Linked DNA regions of Sus scrofa: region 2 is linked to region 1. A link is a contact called in public Hi-C data. All regions are on one chromosome and are shown on one strand. The core of a region is the stretch at or near the end of the contact, and the rest is flanking DNA. Distances in the headings are between cores, read along the strand shown.

Evidence for each region. Hi-C and Micro-C count contacts between places; a contact is called where the count stands out from the background.
Region 2: a Hi-C map of liver shows a contact between it and region 1, with 2.0 times the contacts expected there. The contact joins the promoter of CAPN11 here to the promoter of HSP90AB1 in region 1. A contact is called at or near these places in 3 of 5 promoter capture datasets (fetal liver, liver and skeletal muscle), 30 of 47 Hi-C or Micro-C datasets (adipose tissue, alveolar macrophages, blood and 15 more) and 2 of 2 datasets of contacts at active chromatin or transcription factors (alveolar macrophages and skeletal muscle).

The regions. Positions count from the first base shown.
Region 1 is chr7:39,241,736-39,247,033 of Sscrofa11.1, reverse strand. HSP90AB1 (heat shock protein 90 alpha family class B member 1) reads right to left here and starts at 3,260. Exons shown (of 12, transcript NM_001244433.1): 1 at 3,019-3,260; 2 at 1,493-1,639; 3 at 995-1,201; 4 at 734-893; 5 at 456-589; 6 at 54-362. The coding sequence starts at 1,639.
Region 2 is chr7:39,165,245-39,170,434 of Sscrofa11.1, reverse strand. It overlaps CAPN11 (calpain-11), which reads right to left and starts at 1,444. Exons shown (of 22, transcript XM_021100038.1): 1 at 1,429-1,444. The coding sequence starts at 1,444.

The DNA of each region.
Region 1 (5,298 bases), core at 2,011-4,510:
CCACTTGCCCATTACCAACTCTTCCTATTGCGCCAACAAACAAGGCTTCTTACCTTGACTGCCAGGTGATCTTCCCAGTCATTGGTCAGGCTTTTGTAGAACTCTCCATATTCCTCCTGGGTGATGTCATCAGGGTTCCTGGTCCAGATGGGCTTGGTCTTGTTCAGTTCTTCCTGATCAATATACTTCTCCTTGATCTTTTTTGTCTTCTTTTTCTTATCTTTGCCACTATCATCCTCCTCATCTGAGCCCACATCTTCAATCTTGGGCTTCTCCTCATCATCTTTATCTTCCTCCTCTTTATCACCTTTCTCTTCCTCTGCCTCATCATCACTGATTTCTTTCTCACGTTCCTTCTCCAGCTGCAAGTATCAAAGATGAAAATTTCAGACTACAGAAAATAAAAAACCAAGTGTCTCCTGCAGCAGACAATTGAGTTACCAGTTCATACTCACATAAAGTGTGATGGGATAACCTATGAACTGTGAGTGCTTCTTTACCACCTCTTTCACCCGTCTCTCTTCTAAGTATTCTGTCTGGTCCTCCTTAAGATGCAGAATGACCTTGGTACCTCGGCCAATGGGCTCACCTAGAAAGTCAATCAAAACGGAGTGAAAAAGAAAACTAAGTGCTGAACAACAAAGACCAATGTCTCACCATTAGAATGCTCAAGATCTTTACCACTGTTCCCTCAGAATTCTATCCCCGACACCCAACAGGAAAATCAGCCTACCATGGTCAGCACGAACTGTGAAGGAGCCCCCAGCAGAAGACTCCCAGGCATACTGTTCATCATCATTGTGCTTTGTGATCACAACCACTTTCTCTGCCACCAGGTAGGCAGAATAGAAGCCAACACCAAACTGTCCAATCATGGAGATGTCTGCACCAGCCTACCAAAAAGTTTTAAAAAGTCAAACACAAGTTTTGAAGAAACAGCAAACTAAACATCAATGAATATGAATGGTGCATGCCTAGCTGAAATACCACATACCTGAAGAGCCTCCATAAATGCTTTAGTACCAGACTTGGCAATGGTTCCCAAATTATTTATGAGATCAGCTTTGGTCATGCCAATGCCTGTGTCTACCAGAGTCAGGGTGCGCTCCTGGGGGTTGGGGATGATGTCAATTTTCAGCTCTTTACCACTGTCCAATTTGGAAGGGTCTGTCAGGCTCTCATAGCGAATCTTGTCCAAGGCCTGAAAATACAAATTGCAGTTTTACAATTCTGCTTCCACCTCATCCAATAGAAAAAGTTTTTTCCTACTCCCAGATAACCTCATTTCTGATAACCCCTTTCATTTGAAGCTTGAGACGTACATCCAGTTAGAGTACGCCATCTATCCACATAAAGCAAGGCAAAACCTTTTTAGAATTGAAGTTTATATTCCCTTCAAAAATAAAACCCACAAAATGCCCAATCACCCCTCTCCTTCTTTGAAGTACTCGAGAAACAAACAAATGCCAATGAAGACGCTCAGGGAACTCACATCAGAAGCATTACTGATCAACTCCCGAAGAAAAATCTCCTTGTTGGAATAAAAGGTATTGATGATGAGAGACATGAGCTGGGCGATTTCTGCCTGGAAGGCAAAAGTCTCCACTTCCTCCTCGCCATGGTGCACTTCCTCAGGCATCTAAAATAAGAGAGATGAAGAACTTTGGACTCAAGTTCACCCCAATTACAATAAAGACACTAAGAGGTTCAGTTCAAGTTGTTCTGAACCGAGTACTGAGATGCAAGACCTTTCCTTTAAAGACTTCAGGCTGCGCCCTCAGTCTGAGAATAAGAGGGGCGGGGGGGGGGGGGGCTGCTAATACAGCCCCCAAAATGCCTTAAGGTCTCTTAAGCATTTTGTTAGGATGTTAGGCGATCCATCCACGGATCAGCAGCCTCTCATCACCTGGTAATCTCTTAGGCATGCAGAGTACCTCGCCCAACCCCGGTTTCTTAAATGTGAATAAGCAGAAGACCTACATACATATTCAAATGTACAAATTAGTAACTACGGTTCTACCATTTCTGGTGGAGGGGAGGGAGCCCCCCCCCCAAACAGACCAGTTTTACCTTAAAGGGGCTATCATTTGAAACTGCTCTCCCTTCACCTCCAGGAAGATGTGAAATTGCTACCTCACGTGGTAAGGGAGGCTAACGCGAGAGAATCGTGGGATACCCACTTGGGATGCCATTAAGACAAAGAACCGATAAAGCAAAAGGCTCCACTCTGTCCCTGTAGCACACGTGACTGAGGTACAGGACCAAACCAAATACAACTAAGATGGTGGCGTAGTCCGCGGGGCCGACGCTCGTCGATGCCGGACATGCGTCGGCCAGGACCACGCGAGGAGGGGGCGCCACCGCGCAGCCTCCCTTCGCCTCAGCATCCGGGCACCAGGGCGGGGCGCCGAGTTCCAGAACCTTCCAGAACAATTCCAGCCAACGGGGAGAAAAGAGGACGACGAAGAAATGCTCCCATAAATTCTCAAGCCTGCCTCCTCCGCTACCCCTCCACCCTGACTGCAGGAATGAGCTCGAAGCAGGAAGCACGATGGGCCACTGGAGCTCCAAAGCATCCTTTGCCGCAAACCCTCACACTAAGGACTAGAAAAACTCCCTTCTATAAAAGAGATGGCAAAACCTACCCAGAACCATGCTGTGCTGAGTCACACCGGGCCCGCACACCCACCAACCTTGCCCACCCTCTGGCGCCCCGTAGTCGCGTCCGGAAGTAGAGGGGCAAACATGGCAGCGTCCCGGGCCGGCGCGGCTACCACGTGTAGCCGCCCAGTCCCCCAGCCCCACTCGCCCAGGCCTAACAGCCGCCTAGAAGGCCCGACACCAAGCATGGAAGGAAAAGCTAAACTCGAGAGCTCCCTTCCACCCACCCTCTAAAAAAATTGGGAGCGTTGTCCAGCAAACCGCCCCAGCACGACAAAAACTTGGGTCTCAGAAAGGACAGAATGGACGAAAGCAACCTGAAATTTAACCAGAAATGCCTTAAGAGTGCAACCTTACCTTAAAGGATAAGGATCACAAACACCACAAAGCTGAGCGGGGAAGGACTGCCTCCGGCTCTCACGCCAGAACAAGGCTGCGCGGGGGGTGACTCAAGAGAACGGCTGTGAGACCCCAGTCGCTTTATATAAGGCGAAGCACACCTTCGCTGCCCGCCCCCAGATCCCTCCGCCTTAAAGGAGGCTGTCTGTCAGCCCCGCACCTGCCGCTGCCCGCCCACCTTTACGTCATGGTCCAAAATAGGGGAGGGGGCGGTGAAGAGCAAGGGCGCGCATGTGTAGACTTTTTCTTAGTCCCATCTCCGCGTCCTGAAGACAGGACACCACCAGAGCTAGATGTTGGGTATACTCATAGGACAAATGCCGTGGCTCTAGGGAACAGAATCCCCGCTGACCTCAGTAAAAACCTGTAGAGCAGGTGCCTCCACACCAAAGAATCCCAGAGGAACACCTGAAAGGGGACCAACTACTCCCACCTATGCTCCCTCCCTGCTACAATCTTCCTTACACATTCCTACTGCCCAATAAGGGGAAAGGGTCCTTTCCGGGGACACTGGGGAATTTGAAGCCGAACTTTGGGCAGCCCGCGAACCCTGGCACTCCCAGGGGACAATGGGCAGTGCCAGCGTCTCGCTGCGGGGCGTGGCTTCCGCTGCTAGAAGGTCGCCGGCTCGGGTGTGGAGGGCACTCTTTGTCTGCAAGCGGCGGAAGGAGCGACAGTGGCGGTGCTGCGATCTTCCAGCAGTTTCCAGATCCGCCTCTACGGTCCTGTCCCGCCCCGCCCCGCCCTCTTCCCTTGGGGCTCCACCCCTTTTTCTGCGGACTGGGCTGTGCCTCTGCGGCGGCTCCGCCTCTCCAACGTTATGCTTGAATCTCCGGGAGAGGTGGGCAACTTCGATCCTATGTTGCTGGCGGGCAACTACACCCGGCACCCTCTTCGCCACCCGCCAGACCCAGCTCGCTCAGCATTGCGTCCAGGGTGGGGTGGAACAGGGATGATCCCCCCTTTCTCCCCCGTCAGTCACACAGCACACGGGTTATTGGGGCGGCTCTGCGAGAACCGCCTTCGGAGCCGAGACTGAGGGTGGCGTCGCTACCTGAGAAACCCTCCCCAGCCTCTGCAGCCGCCCACGCGTGTCGCACGCAGGGGCATGCACATACAATCTGGTTTCCTTTTCTTTTTACAAAAATTCTTTCCCCTCCTGCAACTGTCTAGGTCTGGGGAGGGGAGGATCTCCAGGGACCCCCGCTGGGTGGCGGGGGTTCTAGGAGGTGGCATGAAGACACCAGCGCCTTCATGCTGGCCAAAGGGCTGCTCGCTCCTGGCGGGCAGAACCAGGTTGTTCCCCTTCAGCTGCTGCGGCGCCGGAGCCCCCAAGCCAAGCGCCGGCCCAGCTGCCTCGCCTGGCCCTGCCGCTTTTGCTTGCCTTCGGGGCGGGTACGCTGTCCTCGCCTTTCCAAGGCCTCATCTCTGGAGCTCACCCGCCCCACAGCCCCTCCGGGAGAGAATGACCGCTCCCTGCGCCGTGACCTTGTGGATGCCCAGCAACTCCCTCAACTCCCTTCGTGGCCCACTTTGTCCGCCCCTGGAATGCTTGGGAGAGGGATACCTCCGACCCGCAGACCTCCCTCGGCAGCCCTGGTGTGCAGTCTTGTAGCACTTCTTTGTCCAGCTGTTGAACTCCAAAGAACAAAGGACCCTCGCGTTCCTTTTCCTTGCCCCACACTCCTGACTTCATCACCCGTGCCACCCCTACCCCGATTTCATGATTTCATCTCTCCTTACTCTTCCACTGCTCTTCTGGTCTAGAAGAAGCCGGTGGCTGGGAGAACTCAAGGAATGTGGGAAGGGGCCTGAGTGCTGCTGCTAGGAACGCCCCAGGATGCTCTGTTCCAAGATGGAAACGGGGAGCATCGTCCCCCAACACACCCTCCCTCCCTCTGGGCAGAAGGGGCCTAGCTAATCAAACACCTGCTCTCTGGTTCACATAGAGCATTCACAGCTCACTGTCCCCTGCCGCCTGAAGGGGTAAAAGTGAGTCTGTGCGTTCTAGGAACCGGGAGAGGAAGGCTTCAGGGAGTACCGCAGGGTGGGTCACCTCGGAGCCTATGCTCCCCTAACGCCCTTGCTCCCTGCTCCAGAAACGGTGTGGGGACGGGTTCCCCTCCCAGGACCCAAGCCCAGGGTGGAGCAAGAATCACTCCTGTCAGGACCAGAACTCCTCAGGGGGGGTTCTAATGGGAAAAATCTCAAATCTCTTACACCAGCACAGAAATCCTA
Region 2 (5,190 bases), core at 195-2,694, 75 kb after region 1:
ATCCCTATGTGCCACAGTGGGAACTCCTGTCTAAGGACAATCTTGCTTGTCCTGACTGGGGTGTGGGGCAGGGGAGGCGACTGGCATCCAGTAGGCAGAGGCCAGGGATGCTGCTGAACATCCCACAGTGCACAGGACAGCCCCCGCGACGAAGAAATATCTTGTCCCCAAATGTCAAGTGTGAAGAGTGAGAAATCTGGGTCAAGAGAATGGGCCAAGGCCCCACCAGCAGGGGAACCGTCTGTACCTGTCCCTGCCCCCGGGGCTGTCCGAGGCCTCTGCCTGGCTGCCCCCAGAAGTGAGTGTGCCAAGCCCGCAGGATGGGAGTCCAGAAGGACCACTGAAGGGGTGGATGTCCACGTACATCATGGTCTCAAGTTGATGAGGATTAAATGTCGCCTCCCTCATCTCCCTGGAGTTCTCTGTCCCTGGACCATCGCCCAGCCCAGGAGTCCTTACTCACTGTCCTGACTCCGAACCTGCCTAAGGTCCTGCATACTCAGGCCACCCTCTGCGCTCCTGACTCAGCGGCTGGCAGGGTGGGCTCACGCATATCGTGGACACACTGAGACTGATGGACAGACAGACAAGACTGGTTGGCGGGGTTGGGGTCGGGTGTCGGGAGGCCGATGGGCAGGGCATGTGTGAAAACAGGGAGTGAATGGATACGGGGGCACTTTCTGTCCCAGGCGTACATGTCGTCTCCCCATCAGATGGGGACCTGTTGATTAAGTGACAGCTCAACTTCCGGAGCAGAGAGGAAACAAAGGTGTTGCCCGGACTGGGTTTGGGGTCTTCCTCTTGTCCCCCGTCCCCAAGAAGCCCAGAGACTGAGGCTAGGGTGCCCCTTATTTCTCTCTCTCTTTTTTTTTTTTTTTTGTCTTTTTGCTATTTCTTGGGCCGCTCCCGCAGCATATGGAGGTTCCCAGGCTAGGGGTCCAATCAGAGCTGTAGCCACCGCCCTACGCCAGAACCACAGCAACGCGGGATCCGAGCCGCGTCTGCAACCTACACCACAGCTCATGGAAACGCCGGATCGTTAACCCACTGAGCAAGCGCGGGGACCGAACCCGCAACCTCATGGTTCCTAGTTAGATTCATTAACCACTGCGCCACGACGGGAACTCCCCCCTTATTTCTCTTAATGGCCCCTGGAGGTTCTGTCCCACAAGCCTGGTGCCCAGACTGGGACATCGGGGTGGCTGCCCCCCTCCTCTCCTCATCGCCAACACTCGGTGGAAACAAGGAGGTTGGGCTCCCAAAGGTCTGACCAGCCACCGCCTGTTCTTTCCCGAGTTGGCTGCGGGAGAGGCCCAGTTCCCGTGCCTTGGGAGCATCCAGTGTGACAGAGGGGGACACAGCCCTTTCCCTGGGGGGAGGCCCAGGTCTGCCAGGCACAGCAGTAGGACAAACCCCATCAGCGCCTACCTGGGGAGGGCAGCATGCTGTTGGCTGGCACAGTGCTTGACAGTTGAAGATGCTGGGGGAGGGGCTGGAGGACACCACCCTCACCCGGAACTCTCCAATTACAGCGGCAGGTTAACCGCTGCCCTTTCCCACTTGGGTCCCTCAGGCTGGCGCTCTCCCTAACTTGGCCCCTTTCCAGCCCCGTCCCCACCCACAAGTCCAAGGGCCATCTTCCTACGGGGACAGGGTGACCCAGCACCCCCACCCCGGAGGCCACTACCAGGCTGGCTGTCCTCACCACATCATCCAATCAGGATGAGTCTGAGTCCCTCTCCTTCTCCCCGAGGCTTCCAGGAAGGAGCTGACACCCCAACGGACCTCTTATCTTGATAAGTTTCCAGAAGCCACCAACAGGCAATCCCTGTGCATCTCTGTGTCTTCACATGGCCTCCTCTGTGTGTCTCTCTCCCCTTCTTATTTTTAGTAGTATTGTTTTTAAATGTTTACGGTCGTGCCCAAGGCATATGGAAGTTCCCTGGGCTGAATTCAAACTGCAGCTGTGACCGAACGCCTCAGCTGTGGCAATGCTGGTCCTTTCAACCCACTGTGCCAGGCTGGGGATTAAACCTGTGCCTCTGCAGCAACTTGAGCCACTGCAATTGCATTCTTAACCCACTGCACCACAGTGGGAACCCCTCTCCTTTTTTTTTTTGCTTTTTAGGGCCACACCCACAGCATATGGAAGTTTCCAGGCTAGGAGTCGAATGGGAGCTACAGCTGCTGGCCTACACCACAGCCATAGGAACACGGGATCCAAGCCACATCTGAGACCTACACCACAGCTCATGGCAACGCCGGATCCTTAACCCACTGAGCAAGGCCAGGGATCGAACCCGCAACCTCATGGTTCCTAGTCGGATTTTTTAACCACTGTGCCATGATGGGAACTCCAGTATATACATTTTTTAAAGACCGTGGTATTGCACACTTAATAGAGGACATCGTAAACTTTTCATGTGCACTGGAACCCCACCTCCAAATCACATGATTTATTGCAATATTCACTTTATTGTGGTGGCCTGGAAGGGAACCCACATGGCTGAGGTCTGCCTGTATGTAGTTCACGTGTAGAAAGTGCTAAAAACAGCGCTGGACCGAGTGAGTGCTCCCAACTCTTGTCCATTCAGCTGCGGGTGCAGCTTGTCCGCTCAGCTGCGGGTGCCCAGGAGGCAGCCCTGCTCCCCACTGTGTCACTGGTGCACAGTAGGTCCTCTGGACAGTTAGATGGAGGGATCAAGTGTGCGACTGCTGTTTGCGGCCTCAGGGGACTGCTGTGCGAGCTCCCTGCCGGAAACTCAGCCAATTTCTGCCCACCAGCCAGTGGGCTCTCTGCTCTCCGGGGCCCTTGGCTCGGCCACTCCTCCTCCAGCCCCTGGACTTTGGGACCCCCCCCCCCCCGAGAGTCCACATTTCACAAGACTATGGATCTGACATCCAGGACACCCAGGCAGCCTTTATCAGGCTTTTCCCTGTTTGCTGTCCGGACTGTTGGCCAATTCATGTTGACAGTCTGCAGCCTTTTTGGTACCTGAGTACCTGTCTCTTCTCTTCCTCCTTCTCTGCCTCCTCTGAGGTCTCCCCTCCCTCTGGGAGTTCCCCCACTCTCTTTCTTTCTTGGGTCCTCCTGATGGACGGTGGGAGGCAGGTGGGCAGGATGCTCTAGGGCCTTAGGGGTCACCTGCTCATGCCCCCTGATTTTACTGATGCGGAAACATGTCCTGAGGGGAGAAGAGGCTCCCCTGGGGACGTGCACCAAGTGAGCAGCAGAACCAGGACTGGTGTCCAGGTAGACTGCCTCCTGCTGTACATGCTGTGTATGCTGTCTACACTGTATGTGACCACGTGGATTGGTAGGCCTCTGGAGGGTGGGCTAGAATGGTCATGGAATATTTCTTTCCTTTTTTTCTTTGTCTTTTTTTTTTTGTCTTTTTCCAGGGCCACACCTGCAGCATATGGAGGTTCCCAGGCTAGGGGTCTAATCGGAGCTGTAGCCACTGGCCTACACCACAGCCACAGCAATGAAGGATCCAAGCTGCAACTGCGACCTACACCACAGCTCATGGCAATGCCGGATCCTTAACCCACTGAGCAAGGTCAGGGATCGAACCTGCAACCTCACGGTTCCTAGTTGGATTTGTTAACCATCGAGCCTCGATGGGAACTCCATGGCATATTTCTTAGAGAAGGTGAATTTGAGTTGGACCTTAGAGGATGGGGCGGATTTGAACTGGAGGGTCTCAGGCACTCCTGGGGTCAGGACAGACAAGCTGGGAGCCGGTGAGGGGAGATGCTCAGAACCTTCCCAAGATCCTCGGGCAAAGCCCACACCCTCCCTGAGCTGTGTCCTCACCCATAACAAGAGGAAAACCACACCTGCTTTGTAGGTACTATTAACGAGCACAGTATTCTTTATAGTTGACATTTATTGGGTGTTTACTATGTGCTGGGCACGGGGCCAAGCGAGCACCTGAACATTATCTCATAACCCTCACAGCAAAGCCATGCCTGGCCTCACAGAAAGCTCTCTGAGGAGTCAGTGCTTCATTTATTTTTTGCTTTTTTGGGGCCGCACCCATGGCATACGGAGGGCCCCAGGCTAGGAGTCAAATTGGAGCTACAGCTGCTGGCCTACACCACAGCCATGGGAACGCTGGATCCGAACTGCGTCTGCAATCTACACCACAGCTCACAGCAATGTGGGATCCTTAACCCGCTGATCGAGGCCAGGGATTGAACCCGCGTCCTCATGGATACCAGTCAGATTTGTTTCCGCTGAGCCACAAGGGGAACTCCCAGGAGTCAGTGCTTTTTTTTTTTTTTTTTGTCTTTTTGCCTTTCCTAGGGCCGCTCCCGCGGCATATGGAAGTTCCCAGGCTAGGGGTCTAATCGGAGCTGTAGCTGCTAGCCGACGCCAGAGCCACAGCAACGAGGGATCCAAGCCGCACCTGTGACCTACACTACAGCTCACGGCAACACTGGATCGTTAACCCACTGAGCAAGGGCATGGTTCCTAGTCGGATTCGTTAACCACTGTGCCACGATGAGAACTCCGAGTCAGTGCTTTAAAGCTTAGAAGTCACTTATGGTAATTACCCGCACATAAGAACCACTGGATAAATTGCATCAACAATGACATTGCCAACGGGGAAGGAGAGGGAGTGGGAGGGACTGGGGCTTGGGGTAAATAGATGCAGAATATTGCCTTTGGGATGGATTAGCAATGGGATCCTGCTGTGTGGCACTGGGAACGCCATCTAGTCACTTATGAAGGAACATGTAATGTGAGAAAAAAGAATGTATACATGTATGTGTAACTGGGTCACCATGCTGTACAGTAGAAAAAAAATATAAATAAATGATTAAAAAAAACCCCCACAATGATAACAAACAATAATAACCGTATTTGGTCCATCTCCGTGGCCCCATTTTCTTGCCTCTCTCCCTCCAGCCCTTTCTGGAAGCGGCTGTCCTGGGTTATTCCTCCTCCAGGAAGCCTTCTTGGACCAATGCGGAACTTGGGACTTTGCCTGGCTTTTCTCCCGCGTCTCTGTCGCATTTGTGTGGGTCTTGGGGGTTCCGAGTATAGGCCTGTGTCCCTGTCCCTCAGTCTGAGTGGTCTTACCATTTCCTGGGGTAGGGGTCAGAGGCAGAGGTGACAGGGATGCAGGGGGAGAGGGTGACACTTGGATGGGGCAGGCCCCTCCTGCTGCTCTCTCCTCTCCA